Linked DNA regions of Bombyx mori: region 1 is linked to region 2. The links are chromatin contacts, called in public Hi-C maps. All regions are on one chromosome and are shown on one strand. The core of a region is the stretch at or near the end of the contact, and the rest is flanking DNA. Distances in the headings are between cores, read along the strand shown. Region 1 holds the start of LOC101745249 (potential E3 ubiquitin-protein ligase ariadne-2). Region 2 holds the start of Ck2a (casein kinase 2 alpha subunit).

What was found. A called contact is a pair of places that touch in the nucleus more often than the background predicts.
Region 1: a Hi-C map of middle silk gland shows a contact between it and region 2, with 2.2 times the contacts expected there. The contact joins the promoter of LOC101745249 here to the promoter of Ck2a in region 2. A contact is called at or near these places in 2 of 7 Hi-C or Micro-C datasets (middle silk gland and whole pupa).

The regions. Positions count from the first base shown.
Region 1 is chr5:10,060,720-10,066,445 of ASM3026992v2, forward strand. LOC101745249 (potential E3 ubiquitin-protein ligase ariadne-2) reads left to right here and starts at 1,741. Exons shown (of 8, transcript XM_038011197.2): 1 at 1,741-2,426; 2 at 2,701-2,944; 3 at 3,532-3,707; 4 at 4,078-4,263; 5 at 4,793-4,978; 6 at 5,514-5,630. The coding sequence starts at 2,205. LOC101745490 (ATP-dependent 6-phosphofructokinase) reads right to left here and starts at 303. Exons shown (of 16, transcript XM_062668696.1): 1 at 1-303.
Region 2 is chr5:9,740,212-9,745,454 of ASM3026992v2, forward strand. It overlaps Ck2a (casein kinase 2 alpha subunit), which reads left to right and starts at 2,695. Exons shown (of 7, transcript NM_001043491.2): 1 at 2,695-2,866; 2 at 3,222-3,505; 3 at 4,298-4,485; 4 at 5,221-5,243. The coding sequence starts at 3,299.

The DNA.
Region 1 (5,726 bases), core at 491-2,990, 320 kb after region 2:
CTCATCCAGATTGAAAAAATTTAAATCTTGTTCTTGCCCAAGGTGACCTTTGTTGGATGACAAAGGTTGATTGACATTTTTTGTTGTCAAAATTTAGTGTAAACAGCTGTTTACTTTAGTCGATGTTCTTGTTTGGCACAATCTTTAGTCGACATGTGGTCCTAAGTCCACCATCAAGTTCAAAGGCTCTTGCTTTTGATTCTTGACTCTTGTCAATAAGCATCGCAGTTCTATCCAGTCTGTACAAGATAGAATATTGCTTCAAAAAAGAGCTTGTGGACTTCATTAGTATTTCTATGCGGATCCTTCTGGAAATGTTACTTTGCTTGAGTTCATCTTTTTTTGTATTGTCGCAAAACAGCTACCAATGTTTTCTCTTATAATCGATTTCAAATAAGGGGGATGTTCTCAGATTATTTTTTAACTGTAAACGCTACCACAAAACGTTTCGCTAGGTGAACCGATTTTAATGATACTTTAAACTGTTAAGATACTTTTTTATTTAAAATCTAATGATTTTTATGTGGTTCCATTTAAATTTTACCAATATCTAACCGGATGTTTTTAAGTTATGCTTAATAATACATATTTAACTGACTTCGACTATATTGATAACTAGCTTTTGCCCGTGACTTCGTCCGCGTGGAAGTTACTTTGGGCCACTTTGGGGTAACGCAAAATTTTACCCGCGACTTCATGTACGTTGAAGATGAAAATATTTTTGAATAATAGAATGTTAATGAGCTATTTAAGGTACCAAAATCACGCTTTTTAACCAACTTCAAATGAGATATATAAAAAGGTTATATTGAGCCAACCTTAAAATATAGACATATGCTGTCGCGGACTTTCTTGTTAGGACTTTTAAAAGGGAACAATTTTGTACTACATTATTTGAGCGAAACTTTAACCGTTTCCGCAGCGCACGCAGCGGAAGCCCTCAAAAGAAAAAAGAAACCGTTTTTTAAACATACTTTGTTAGTGCTCCGCTCGAATTGGTCTTAGCGTGATGTTATTTAACCTATAGCTTTCATCAATAATTGGCTATCTAACACTGAAAGACTTGTTCAAATCGGACCAGGAGTTCCTGAGATTAGAGTGTTCAACCAAACAAACATACAAACAAACTCTTCATTTTTGTCAAATACCAACATGATCTAAACTGAATTTTCCTGCTGTTTTTTTCGAGTGTTTGAACGTATTAAATGTATTGCAAAGAGGTTTGTAGAGCCTAGCTTAAAGACTAGTTCTAGTTGAAGTCAAAGGTACTAAGTGCTTAATAAAAATTCTGTCAATGAGCGACAATGATTCGATAAATCCTACTTATCACCAAGCTAAACAGATTGAACCCAAGGGTAGTAGATTTCAGGGGCTAGAAGCTTCAAAGCCCTATGGTTAAATTGTATTTCGTTTTGACGATAGATCACTGGCAAGCTCAACGTTTTGCAGCAGGATACCCTTTTATACTAATATTTGGAGGTCGGACCGGTTGATTACATTTTGCATGAACGTTGTCAGACCAAAGAAGAACCTGGTGGGATCCGTTATCAACCAATTTAAAGTACTATTTCCAAGGAATATCACAAAATTAATTGACGTAATGTTTCTCTCTGTATTAGATTTACTTATTGGGACAAATACCAAAATACAAAAATCTGGAGTGCTTATGTTCAGAGCACACTAGTTATTCCTTGCGCAGAATCATAAATAATACGATTGTTATATAAAACGCAGTGTTAAGTAAAGTACATTATATGGATATATACTTAGACTAGTAATTACAGTCTTTAAATCGCAGTTAGCAAAAATAAAATAGGTTTTACACAAAACAGGAAATGCTTATAGTACCTAATTTTACTGTACATAACTATTTCAATATTAAAACATCTAGAATAATGAAGTCAAACCGCTATTAATTTTAAACCTTAGATCATTAATTTATGGTCTAACACAAAATTTTATTTGTGAAAAAAAATCAGGTACCTACTTGAGAATAATTAGTTTGTTTGTATCTAGTTCCTTATAAAGTATTGTTCATCATTTTGACAAGTGGAAGATCAATTCAATTCGTAATTCGTAGAGTGTACTTGTATGATACAAATACGAATACATACTATATATAGTGTGTTATAGTGTTTTTAAAGGTAGAAGACCAAAACACATTATTTCGTAGTAAAAAAACATCGTAAGAACCAAACTACAAAATGTCTGCGGAGTCTGATATGGAATATTCTGACAATGACGGCGATGATTATGATTACTACGGTGAACACGAAGATTGTGATATGGAAGTAGCCGATCGCACTAAGTCAGATCCTGAGTATTTTGTGTTTTCTTGTCTGAAAGTTGAAGAAGTGGAAAAATTACTCAACGAATCTATTGAATTACTTAGTAACAGCCTTCAGATAACACCATCACTCGCCAAGGTATTCCCAATTTCAGTGTAAAGCATTCTTTACATATATAAAACGAGAATAATTGTTACTCATCATGTACACAAAGTCATAGTTCATAAAGTGGTTATTTTCACTACCAAACCAACCTTGACAATTGAACGAATATTAGACCACATTATATTATACCCCCTGCTGTGATTTTATTGCGTAGGTACCTTGAAAATTTCCTAAAGTTACTGATTTTGATTAATCCATTTTAAGGGTTTCTATGATACAAAATTGTAACAAATATGCTGATTTTCAGGTAGCACTACATGCATATGAATGGAATGCTCAAGAAATAATTAACAAATATAAAGAAAATGCAAATGAAGTGTTGGTTTTCAGTAGGGTGAAGCCACAAGTGCCTTCACAAAGTATATCAAGCAGATCAAGTTGTGCTGTTTGTGCCAGCACACCTCAACTGCACAAGTATAGTGCACTAGCATGTGGACATTATTTTTGCAACGACTGTTGGGCAATGCATTTTGAAGTTCAAATAATGCAAGGTGAGTTTTAAGATATAGCTAAAATCTGTTTTAAAATGTTTATTTTTAAGGGATTGTAGAGGATAGTAATCCTAGAACATAACATATTTGACAGATGCCTGAATCTTACTTACAAAATTTTCAAGAAAATCTTACTTAACCACGCTTGAAAGGCAAACGTGACTAAGCAACAATGCGTGAACTTTACAGTAGACTAATTTAAAGTTGAAATACCTCAAAACAAAATTTATTTTAACGAATCTAGCTAGTAGCTGTAGGATTGAAATGATTTTAATAGACCTAGAGATATATTTTTTTTGCGCTTCGAATATGGTTATTGCCTATCATTTATGTACAAAGCAGTTAATGTTGCTTAGTCATGTTTGCCTTTCAAGCATCAATATGTACAAATTCTAGACAATAATATTTTGACTGACGGTCTACTGGATAATTTCACCTACCATATGCAAGATCATCCTTATGTCATTCATTTCAAAGAATGTTGCAGTGTTACAAATGACATCTAATTTTATAGTACTTGGGATTTTGAAATAATAAACGAAAAATATAAAATAACTAATTTTTTTGTACTCCATTTTAAATTTTAGGAGTCTCAAATACAATACGCTGCATGGCTCAAAACTGTGAGGTCAGAGCGCCAGAGGATTTTGTTCTGTCACATGTTACTAAACCAGCATTAAGGGACCGATACCAACAATTCATGTTTAAAGATCATGTTAAATCTCACCCACAACTTAGATTCTGCCCTGGTCCTAACTGTCAGGTTTGTTCCATTATTTTATTGAAATCATTGGAATTTTGTGGACAACATTTTTTTATAAATCAAATTTTTTGGACTACGTATCTCATTGATTAATTGGAATGATAAAAAGTAATCCAAAATTAATACAAAAAAACCTTCTAATAATGTAAAACAATACAAGTACTCAAAATCACAAATTACAATACAGTTTTTATATTATTAATATTATTTGAGCATTTTATAATACAAAACAATAAAAATCTAACTTGCTTTCTATTTTTAGTATCCTAATTGAAATGAATTTGGCCCAAGAAAGATTGAAATAAAAAAAAAATTAATGAATATCTCTCAACAAAAATAATACAATAAAACATTTGATTTTTACATTTAGTGGATTTTTCGAGCATTCATTCGTGAAGGAGCACGCCGTGTTGAATGCAAAGGTTGTGAATCATTGACATGCTTCTCATGCGGGGCTCCTCATCATGCTCCTACTGACTGTGCTACAATTCGACAATGGTTAACCAAATGTGCTGATGACTCTGAAACTGCAAACTATATTAGTGCCCACACTAAGGTATGGAAATTTTAGAGATTAAGCAAGAGATTAAGAAAATTTGCCATATGCAAATAATATTTGACTAACTGAGTACTTCCAGACACCAGCGGTTTCTGTTTGAGTTCATACAAAAGAAGACTTCAATTGATATTTATGTTCTCATATAGGTATAGCTTGAAATCTCTAGTTTTTTATTATCAGGTAGGGTGTGTTGTAAGCTCGTATGAGTATGTAACATCATGCTGCATATTTCTGCAATGAAACAATTATGCGTTCCAGTTTGAATGGAATAGTCAAAATAGAAAACAATTGACACTTTGGCCTTTTGTATCCATGCATCCATCCTATGTTGGGTAGCAGAATATACATTGTGTAGTGTTAATGGACTTTGTAAACCATTTATCTCTAGATGGGCCAAGAACTCTGATCTATCCATGCAATAAAATATAACAGAACTTTATAGTATCCTTAGCATTGCTGAAATTCATCAGCTTATTGATTACTAAGAATAAGGAAATGTGCTTAAATAAATCATTACTATGTTTAGGATTGTCCTAAATGTCAAATTTGCATTGAGAAAAATGGGGGGTGCAATCATATGCAGTGCGGATCGTGCAGACATGATTTCTGTTGGGTTTGTTTGGGAGATTGGAAAGCTCATGGATCTGAATACTATGAATGTAGTCGGTATAAGGAAGACCCAAATTTGACTACTGATAGCCAACATGCTCAGGTAAGCAATTTATTTGACAGTTAATGGTTTTTTGGGAATAATAAAGATTTTTAAAACTTAAATTTTGAAAACATTGGAGAAATGATCTATTACTTTTCATACTAGTTCATGGAAGAAGCTGGAACCAAAAAGTTTTTTAAATAATGCATAGAACTTTGATAAATTAAAAATATTTCTAAATAAAGAAGCCAGACCAATATGCATAAATTTACATTTTTTTTTTATTGCTTAGATGGGTGGACGAGCTCACAGCCCACCTGATGTTAAGTGGTTACTGGAGCCCTTAGACATCCACAACGCAAATGCGCCACCCACCTTGAGATATAAGTTCTAAGGTCTCAAGTATAGCTACAACGGCTGCCCCACCCTTCAAACTTACAGATAATTTGTAAAAATATTGTCGCACATAAATTCTAATACCTCTCCGTTCCTCCAATGAAATTATAATTATAATACATAAGATGATATAATTATGTATGTTTGGCATAGTATTTGAAATATTTAGAGAAGGTATCAATAAACGTTTTTATTACAGGCACGTGAAGCCTTGAAGAAATATTTGCATTATTATGAAAGATGGGAAAATCATGCTCGATCTCTGAAGTTAGAAGAGCAGACATTGGAAAGTCTTAAAAGCAGAATAAACGAAAAGGTTTGCATCTTTACCGAATTTTTCTTGGCTTAGATAATCATAGCAAAGAAGAAAAACTGAATACTGTTTTGTGCTGAAAACTACTATATTGTGGTG
Region 2 (5,243 bases), core at 1,445-3,944:
CATTTCTTTACGCACTTCACATTAATGTGAGTTATTTAATGTAAGTTTCATATAAAACTACCTACTCCACAGCAGCTTAATAAATCGTTAATTATTTTTCCAGGTTCATTACTATTTGAATTTATTAATATAAAAAATACACAAAATTTGCAAAAGAACCTTAGCAATTTTATTCGATTTTCCTAATCCCGTTTGCTCTATGGGTGTGGGTATTTCATAAATTATCTAGTTATGATTTAGATTAAAAAAAAAGCTGAAACTTCAAATCGTTCATAATTCTAAGATCAACCGCACATGTCGCATGTCTCCTTCATTTTTGTGACTGCTTCAAGCAGTCTGCTTGTACCAATCCCATTCTAATGGGGTTCAGTTACCAATTCTCTTACATTCCCTGGGATTATTTGAAACTTCTGGTTCTACGATAGAAATTAGATTCTCTTTGTGCTTTATACCAATGCTTTGGAGCAGTGCTCTGAAGCATTAGTCGAGATGATCTCTATAATTCTATCTTACCATCGCGCCAGGCGCGACCGTCATAGAGTTTATCTTTATAACTACATAGCTGAAACTACTGCATTCATTCACAGTGAATTCCCCGCCGTTCCCCACATAAAAACGGTACGCGATAGCGCCGCGTTTATACTAGGACGACTCTACCTAATGCTTTGTAGTCGAAGCAAACTGTCCCTCCGCAATAAGGTAACTCTCTACAAAACTTGTATACGCCCCGTTATGACGTATGCAAGCGTAGTGTTCGCTCACGCAGCCCGCAACCACTTGAAATCCCTTCAGGTTATTCAATCCCGATTCTGCAGAATAGCCCTCGGAGCGCCATGGTTCCTTATGAACGTGGATCTCCACGATGACCTGGAGCTCGACTCATTTAGTAAGTATCTACAGTCGGCATCGCTGCGCCGTTTTGAGAAGGCGGCACGACGTGAGAACCCTCTCATCGTAGCCGCTGGAAACTACATACCCGACCCAGTAGACCGAATGGTAAACCGTCGACGTCGCCCAAAGCACGTCATTACGGATCCTCCTGATCCATTAACGGTGCTTTTAGGCACCACAAGCACCGGTCGCCGTCCTCGTCGAACCCGTCGCTTGCGACGAAGGGCTCGACGAGCGAACTAACCCATAGATACAGCCCACTGAGTTTCTCGCCGGATCTTCTCAGTGGGTCGCGTTTCCGATCCGGTGGTAGATTCTGCGAAGCACTGCTCTTGCTAGGGTCAGTGTTAGCAACTCTCCGGTTGAGCCCCGCGAGCTCACCTACAAACGTTAGGGCGAAGCTGAAATAGCCTCTCAAGGCTATCAGCATAAGTAGGGAAAAAAAATCCCCGCCGTCAGACAAGTTTACTCTTTAAAAGTGCTGTCATCTGTTGTTATGTTACGAAATGGAGTACGAATGTTGTTTGTGGCAATTGTTTTATTTCAACGAGAAACAATGCTAATTTGACTACCCATTAAATCAGCTCCGGAGGTTTTAAACTTCATTTCACAGTCAATTTTAATACATCTTTCTACTCTATCGTATGCTCTAAGGTTTTAAGCTTTGTTTCTACTTTTCATACTATTCTCACAGTTTGATTTTATTGTAAGTTTGTGTCGCAGCCTTTGGTAACACGACCTCATAGTCGATTTTAGATTTAAATAGGTAGATAACATTTTGCTATCCTTTTTAAAAAATGGCGGGAAATTACACGAACTTCAACTAAGGCAACAAATAGTTTACTAAAACTTAAGACATAGCCAAACTCTTAAAATTTTTGTTTAATCTAAATTTCCAATTTTCATTGGAGTACAAAATCGTAGACACAAACTCGCGATAATTTACTTGTTTAAAAAACACATGCTAAGAATCTGTCTAAGTCTAGAGCATACATTGAAAATAATATATATTTTTTGGTTTTAAAGAACGAACTCATAGCTCATCTGTTGTTTAGTGGTTACTGGATCCCATAGACATCATAGCGAAAAGGCCATCCGGTCTGAGATATGTAGTCTAATTATTATCAATGTATAACGGCTGTAGCACACATCAGACTGGAAAGCATTCTTGTTTCGCGTCAGAAATAGGTAGGGTGGCGATATCCTATCATGTGACTACATAAGACATCCTTTCACCAATAGGTTAATTGAGTTAGATAATTATGACCAAGAGAAAAGGGAAACGATGCCATCGTGGTCTGAATGTACGGACATGTGAAATCTAGGCTCGATTACTAAAGGCATCGCTGATAATACTAAGAGTTGAGCTTCTGAAAGACACAGCAAAATAGTAAATAGACTATCTTAAATGTGTTCATCAAAAAGCTTGCTTGTCCGGAAACCACTTATTGATTAAGTGGGCCCTGAACTTATTTGTCCTGCTACAGCAATAAAGAACAAGGCAAGTACATCTAAAAGTTTAGTCAATTTTTTTAATTAATATCTTAAATGACAATAATAAATATATTAATAATAAATAAATTAAGTTTTGTTTCATATTCTTAGTTTCTTTAGTATATATTACATAAAGTCCAGCGTTCAATATGATTTCTATAATTTAAGTACGGCCAAAAGCAAAATACGTAGGTAATTATTAAGCTATAAATACCACATTAATGAGCATCTGTACTGTTAGACAGACGGACGTTGGGCTGGCAGCACTGTCGCGTTCGTTTGTAGAGTAGAGTAGGCAGATGGATGGATAGGGATAGGTGGGCGTCCATCTTGAAGTTTTGCTGGGTTTGAGCCGGTTTCGTTGAAAAAAAAGTGAATTATTTAATTTAGTTTTAACTTTAATTATTAGTATCAAAAAAGTTCTATGGATTCTGAAACTGTTATATAGTGTAGAGTAGGAATAATCACAGTAATGTTTTAGGTATGGATGAAAAATGAACATAAGATCATTTGACAAGTAATGGCGTGCGTTTTTCTTACTGAAAGCACTTTCATATTTTATTTCATGGCGTCAGATACTATGAATAGAAATACCAAGTGCATGTGATTTGAAATTATGAGAATTTAAGAAATCCAGTAACTATGAACTTTTAAACGTGTCTGTTTTAGTGTTCAGTTATAGTGAGCTGGATGTCGTTTTTAGGTTATCCTTCACAATACTATAATTGAAAAGTGACTTGTAACCCAACTGCTCACGATACTGTTTGTAATATCAAAACAATTTAACACAGTGTAACTTTGTGCTTAGTGAAAAAAGTTATGATTTCTTTTCACAGTAACGCTACTCAAGACGTACGCGATTTCCGGAAAGACTATCGCAGATAAAACCTTTGGTTTACAAAGGCACAGTACGATGGCAGTACCTAGTAGAGCGAGGGTCTACGCTGATGTGAACTCACAACGTCCAAGGGAATATTGGGATTACGAAAGTTATGTAGTTGACTGGGGCAACCAAGAAGACTATCAGTTGGTTCGCAAGCTGGGTCGCGGGAAATACAGTGAAGTATTTGAAGCAATAAATATTACGAATAATGAAAAATGTGTAGTTAAAATATTAAAGGTAAGCACATTATAATTTTATTTTGGAAACCATTGCTTTTTTGCATATTTATACTTAAAAACTAATATGTAAGAACAAAGGTAAATACTAATTTTGTGATTATTAGCAGTTTCGGTCGATGGAGCATTTTAAACTTGTTTAGAAACCTTACTATTTCTCGTCAATTTCAACTGCAGTAGCAGATAGGGTATTTTCACTTTGTAATAATGCCTGGAACAAATTGTAATAGCGATCTAGAGATCAAGGTGAAATCAAACTGCAAGGTGAAGTTTAAATAGTAAATTAATGAGAAATTAAGTAACATATTTCATTAGCATAGATTATTTGTATCAAATACATTTTTAACATTTGAAAGTTGGATTTGATAACTAAACTATTTTTCTCTCTTTCCTACTTGACATATGGGTCTGCTTTTTTGAGTTCAATTCAACATTTTAATGTCTAGTCCCATTTAATTGAAAGGATTTTTCCATATAGTTATTTGGCAGGCTTGAGAGAGCAGACTAAGCGCAGTCACTTAAAATGTTAATTTACCTAACAGATTAAATTATATCAAATTGGGAGCATGTAAATTTTAGATTTATTAGTTTATTTGCATTGTAATTAACTTAATAATGAAATCCATTAATTATACTTTTTTTGTGAAGTAATTAAAATTCCACTGCAATAAAGATCTAGAGCTCATTTTTAAAAGTAGATTCAAGTAACTCTTTAACATCAGGGAGACCATGAGGTCTATCTGCTCATCTAAGCCAATCATAAAATTAATTACTCATGTCTCCATTGTTTCAGCCTGTAAAAAAGAAGAAAATTAAAAGAGAAATAAAAATTTTAGAAAACTTAAGAGGAGGCACTAATATAATATCTTTACAAGCTGTAGTCAAAGACCCTGTCTCGCGTACACCTGCACTTATATTTGAACATGTGAACAATACTGACTTTAAACAGCTATATTCGACATTGTCAGATTATGATATAAGGTTAGTTAATATGTAAAAAATTATATTGATTTTAATTATACTAATTTAAATATTAAAGGTTATTGAAACCTTTTGTACTGGGGTTATTATTTACCTATTATATAAGTATAAAATAAAAATAAATGCAGCTGAACCCATTATAAATTATCTCTTTATTCAACATTTAATAAAAAAGATCAGTTTTTATTCAAGTAGGCCTACACAGGCACTTATAAATTGTTGTGATTTTGTATCCAGTTTACAATACATTTTCACAATTGGAACATTAAAAACTACACGCACTCCAAAAATATGTATATTGCACATAAGATATTATTAAATTATCACATTTAATAAGGATTACTTGAAACTAGTAAAAACAGGTTTGCATTAATACTGTACCAGTATTCATCATTCAGTAGATTCAGCTCTTGTGTAAAATCAGGACTAGGTGTGAAATTGTTGAGATTTGTTGAATAATAATAAAAATAAAACAATATTGTTTTCATTGAAGATGGTGTATATGTGTTATTATAGATAATTAGGTTCAAAAATTAAGGGAATATCAGTCTAAATTGCAATACATTCTTTTTTAAATAGTTTTATTATCATTGTGTTTTTCAGTTTGTCAACTTTATATGCTAGCAGTGAGTCATTGAATACTGCTGGATATTTTATCACTCACTGATTTTAAATAGTTTTATATATAAACTAAAACCTTATGTTGTTCTAAATGTAATTGTTATAAATTTGCAGATACTACTTATATGAGCTTTTAA